Regions from separate parts of the Anas platyrhynchos genome. Here region 2 is linked to region 1. Evidence: chromatin contacts called from public Hi-C data. All regions are on one chromosome and are shown on one strand. The core of a region is the stretch at or near the end of the contact, and the rest is flanking DNA. Distances in the headings are between cores, read along the strand shown.

Region 1 (2,700 bases), core at 13-2,512:
ATACACATGTATTGTGTTTCTGCCTGGAACATAATGCTGTAATAAATGACAAAATATCACTTGCAAGTTATATCAACTTCACATTCCCTACTACTGCAAGGCTTCTCTGCCAGCAGTCGGCATATTTAAATCAAAAGTCTCTCTTGGGTCTGGGGTTCCCTTCTGTAGGAAAGGGCAGTAACCTTGACTGTCTGGAAAAGAAGCCAAGAAACAATGGGCTGAGAGAGCCAAAAAGGCCAGAATAGGACACGGAATACCCAGGCATCTAAAGGAGTGAGGCAAGAAGGAAGTGATTCAAGGGAAGGATGCTAGAGAAGGAGGGTGGGAATGATGGAAGTCAGGTGCAGGCATCCTTAAGGTGAATTTGACCACACAGCAGTTGAGCCATTTAGAATATGGAGAGAAACATGCTGAAATCTCCTGCCATTGCTTGCATCCACAGTCAAGGGGTGAAATAACCCAGTCAAGCTTTTGTCTCACTTTTTAAAGAGAAATTATCTTGTAGAAGGTAATTCCCAACAGTAGGAGGCCTATAGAGCATTCACTGTTCTCCTTTCTGGCCCAGAAAACGTGTCACAGATCGGCTGCTGCTGTAAAAACCAGAACCCACAGAAAACAACTCGGCAAACTCTGGCTAGTAAAAGGCACAGAGATGCCATTTAGTCACTGGAAACTGCCTCAAGCTATTTGAATAGCTGATGCCCAAACCAACCTGACCAGATCTTCCTCCAATTTAACATTAAAACAAAATCATCTTGGAACAGGACATAGATGAAGAAGCTGGAAGGAACAGCAGGATGGAGGGATGCCCTGTGCTCAGGAGCGTTTCGGGTTCAGCCTTAGCAGCGCTGCCAGACCTTGCTGCTGCAAGAGCCCTGCTGCCTGTTCTGCTCCCGTGCATCTTCCCCAGCTGTCTACTCGCTGTCTGTAAAAGAGACTCAATGCTAGGCACAAGAGCACATTAAAATCAGCCTGCTGTGCACTGCTGGATTAAAAAGAAGCAAGTTACAGTAAGCAGGACAGGTAATATCAACCTGCCAACTCGGTACTGTGAAGCAACACTTCAGCTGTATAAGACAAAACAACTGCGTGTGTGTTTCGGTTTGATAGCTATTTTTGGCTGATGAGAGGCTAAATAATAATTATCTGTCTACCCCAGCATGAAGACCACTCTCATTTCAGGAAGAGAAGCAGCGTAGCCAAATGAGCCACTCTTCTTGTTCCTAACCCACTAGCCACAGAGAAGGCTGTGCTTTGGGAGGAGCTGACTGCACGTTGTTGCCTAGATGAACTCATCCGGCATCACAGCACTCAAGAGGAACTCGGTATTGGTGCTGGTGAATCAGAAGAATAACCCTGAATGCATGCCAAATATATTCTTCCTAGCAATTCCACGTGCTGGGTACTGATCACAGGAGGAGGCTTGTCAAAAACTCGTGCGATGAGCCTAGTGATAGCCTTCCCTAACCACCACCTTTGAAACGACTCCACAGCTGCAAGATTTGGAGGAGAGAGGGAGAGGCTGGGAATAACATCAGCAGGCATTTCTGTGCCCTCTGAGGGCAGAAGACAAGAGGCTGCACAGGGACTTTGCACATACACTTCCCACACCCAATGCTGTGTTTGGAAGACAGTGACCTGTAACAGAGTCTGAATCCAGGCTTTAATTCCAGGAGAAGGAGCAACATATTCTTAGAGCTGGTGAGGGATCAGAGGAAGCGTGTGGGTGGCCCACATCCTAGCTACAGAACTATGAAGTTTCAGAAAAGGGAGCATCCACATCATTCAGTAGTGTGTGTTACCATTTTTAACAGGGTATCAAAACAAAACAAACAAACAAACAAAAAATCACACCCCCACACTCTTCCCCCTCCCTTCTCTTTGCATCCTTAGTTAAAATACTGAAAATAGGTGTACTTACAGGGAGGTCTGTAAAGGCTATACCTGTGGGGGGAAAAATATTAGAATTAAAAAGACAAAGGATTTTTTCCCTGCTTGACTACATCCATAACATGCTATAAAAATTTACTACATCTCAATAAATCCCAGCTCGGACCTTGCGTTTCACCACCTGTCATATTTAGAAATAACTTCCCTCCCCAACCCACTCCTCTGCAAGGTTTTGACTCTGGAGAAACGTTCATGGAAAAGCCTAATTTATCAGATATCTCTTCTTACAATTTGATTTTCAAAAAAGCAGCTCCTCTTGTCTTTGCTTCTCCCTCTGTTACTCTGAAGGAGTTAGTTTTCCAGACTTACTTTGGGTTTAGAAACAGAGCTTTACTCTCACTTTGCCTTGGTTTAGGCTATAGCTGCTTCTTCTCACCAGCCAGCCAGGAATGAATATTCAACACTTTGCATTGCAGCTGGGGAACGTCCTTGCAACAGGAGCAAGTTGCAGCCTCCAGCACCTGAGAAATACTGCGCAAAGAGCAGCTTCATCCTCCATGATGCTGTTACAGTTCCAAGTACAGGTGATGGAAAAAAGTGTATGGTTTCCCTTTTTATTTAATTTGGCATATGAGAAAAGAGATACCAAGCAAAACCTACTAGAAATCATAGCTGCTCACAGTAGGATCTGTTTCTGATGGACTAAATATCAATTGCAGAGAGGACAGAGAGGCCCAGCGGTCACTACCGAGAAAGAATGGGACATTTGCAATGCACTGCTCACTTTATCAGGCTCAGCTTGATTCATGT
Region 2 (2,700 bases), core at 189-2,688, 44 kb after region 1:
TTAACACAAACCTACTTTACAGAGCCAGTAACAGAGCTGAAGAAACAGTCAAGCTTCACAGAAGATGATAAATTCTTCACTGGTTCATCACCTGATAGCTTCATAAATGGTGGCAAAAAAACTCCCCTCTATTAAAGTTAAGCAACTTGTACAATTTAATTATTAAACAGAGAATTGCCTAGATGCATAATCCTAGAAACATTTGAACACCCAGCTCCCATTATCCTATAATTTGATTTATTAGGTGTAAACATACACTGGAAAATCGCAGCATAATGTTTTACACATATTCTAAAGATACCCAGTTTATTTTGTTAGAATTTACTTTTGCCATCTCTCTACATTTTTTACAACAGATATTCAGAAACAGCAGAGGGCGAGAGGGAAGGGAAAAAGAGGAGAACTTTTCCTCAAACTCTTCTTCTTTACTGCACAAAATTTCGCGACTGTAGCTGGACACACACAAAAAATCAATAGAAGTTATCACAGCATGAAATATAAAAAGTATCTGAGATTTCAGACCTAAACACACACATCACAAGTGATTAAGTCACGTATCACCATCACTACTTCCACTTCGTCTCCTTACTTCCTAAGCTGTTTTAATGAGGAATTGGTATTCTACCATTGCAATGGTAAAGCCCATGACACCCCTATGAAGCACCGTGTTTCAGTTGCTACTCCATCGTTGTTGTTTTTTAATGCAATGGCAAGTTATCAACTGCAAATGGGAGATTTTGATCTCACGACTTGCTTTACATCTGAGATGCTGCTCTCAAGATTACCCCCTTCCACAAGAATTTAGCAGAGTGACATAAACTGAGAGGCGATATGAGATCTCATCAATCGATGCAAAACCTCCAAAGAGAACTGAAGTGTCTCCACACGTCAGAGCACCAAGGGTTTAGCAGAATACTGCTCGGCCTGTCAGTAGCTGAGCAAGCAAGACGTGCTTGGACAAGACTGTTTGCAAATGTGAACAAGGTGAGAAGTGTTTACTGAATCTGGTTGGGGCTATTTATTTATGTGTTGGTTTGTTTAAACGAGCGTCTGAAGAACAGTGTCAATTTAAACAAGCAGAGATACCTGCAAACAGAACCACCCCCTCTCCTGGTGCCAAGTTTGGATTCTTGGAAACGAGGGAGGAAAATAAAAAAAAAAGAGGAGGAAATCAATTATTTACAAGCTTATCAGATATAAAGAAGGGAACACTCGGTGTGTGCAGACACCAGAAACCCTCGCTTGCTACAGGACATTCCTCAGCCCTCGTTACAGCCACGTTTTGTTAGGAGGTGGTCACGGCGCTGCCAGCTGAGGGATGAACAAAGACAACCATGCCATCAGAGGCCCTGACGTCAGGGCACGACGTGGACAGAGCTCTATCAGCATCTGGAAACCATTAGAGCACGCCAGCGCGAGGCTTCTCAGACAGCAATCACACTCACCATACGCTGGGGAGGAATGGAAAGTTGGCAGGGAGAAACGTAAGCAAGGAAGATGGGCAGATCACTCCTTACTCGTGTAAAGGCTGCTCAACAACCCAAACATGTGACCTTTATTTTTCTTTCTCAGTCGGGGTGAAGCTAAGCTATTTTTAAGGCTGGGACATGGCACACTTGTGTAAGAAAGCTAAAGAAAGATTTTAAATAAACTGTTATGGCCCAAGCTAGATTAGCTCTCGTGCCTCTCTCCTCCAAGTACTCTTTCCTCCTTCTCTAAAGAAAAATGCCCGAGATGGAAGCGAGCACTGGCCAGCATCTCTGGCGGTGTAATGCAGCTCAAGGGGGGCTGGAAGAGAAATCCTGACACTCGCTGCTGCCCACATCCTCCCTCCCTCCCTCTTCTGCCCCCTTTCTGGCCTCCTCTCCCCCGTTTATAGGAAGCACTGCTCCAAGGAACTGATCAAGCCAAAAACCAACCAAGCAAAAAAGATGGTTCACCCGATCCAACTCATTGCCTTAGTGCTGGCAGGAAGAAAAGGGGAAGTTAACGAAGAAATCATGGCACCAGGAAAAGCTAGGGCAGGTCTTTCAGCAGCCTTCCTGAGGCCAGCTCACGGAAGAGCCCCAGTGAGATGAGTGAGACTCATCACAGAGCTCCAGCACACCAAGGCACCCGCAACCGAGCTGCTGTCCCAAACCAGACATGGCCAGGAGAGAGCTGTCAGCAGCAAAATGCCACTCTGAGGACCAGAGGAAAGGCTGCAGGACAGCGGACTTTGCCCAGGCACCTGTGCACGCTCAGAATCTGCCTCCAGGAGCTAAAACAGGTCATGAAAAAGAAACATCAGTCGGGAACAAGCACGGCCGCCCAGGAGACAACTCACCTTGCCCCTGTTAAAGAGGCTAACAAAGCCAAATTGCCCTTCTGAGTCACAAAAGCCTCCAAGTCACGGGCTGGCTGCCCTACCCTGATGAGTCTTACAGGCACCGCTCCTGTTTACCAAGGGGGGAACATCCGACTGGGGAAGGTGCGCTGACGAACCAGCGGCGCACAAACACGCTGCACACAGAGGGAGCGTGAAAGTCCAGCACCTTCAAATATAGCTGAGGTTGAGCCACCGTGATAAAAGCAGGAGTTATTTGTGGCAGCTCAGGAACACAAGGGGCACGGCCGTTTCTGCAGGACTGTTCAAAGAATGCTGGAAGGGAGCCACTTGTGGAGCCACCGAGAGGGCTGGAGCAGAAGGGACCGCGGGAC

What was found. Hi-C and Micro-C count contacts between places; a contact is called where the count stands out from the background.
Region 2: a Hi-C map of skeletal muscle shows a contact between it and region 1, with 1.9 times the contacts expected there. The contact joins two enhancer-like sites. A contact is called at or near these places in 2 of 8 Hi-C or Micro-C datasets (liver and skeletal muscle).

The regions. Positions count from the first base shown.
Region 1 is chr12:11,760,884-11,763,583 of IASCAAS_PekinDuck_T2T, forward strand. It overlaps RANBP10 (RAN binding protein 10), which reads right to left. Exons shown (of 14, transcript XM_038185647.2): 5 at 1,922-1,944. Among named protein-coding and RNA genes, the nearest start is that of TRNAH-GUG, 33 kb to the left of the region's middle. Within about 2 kb of position 1,263, at least 1 of the 8 cell types and tissues checked has an H3K27ac peak or open chromatin away from gene starts, as enhancers often do.
Region 2 is chr12:11,804,788-11,807,487 of IASCAAS_PekinDuck_T2T, forward strand. All of the region lies in intron 2 of RANBP10 (RAN binding protein 10), which reads right to left. Among named protein-coding and RNA genes, the nearest start is that of RANBP10, 7.0 kb to the right of the region's middle. Within about 2 kb of position 1,439, at least 1 of the 8 cell types and tissues checked has an H3K27ac peak or open chromatin away from gene starts, as enhancers often do.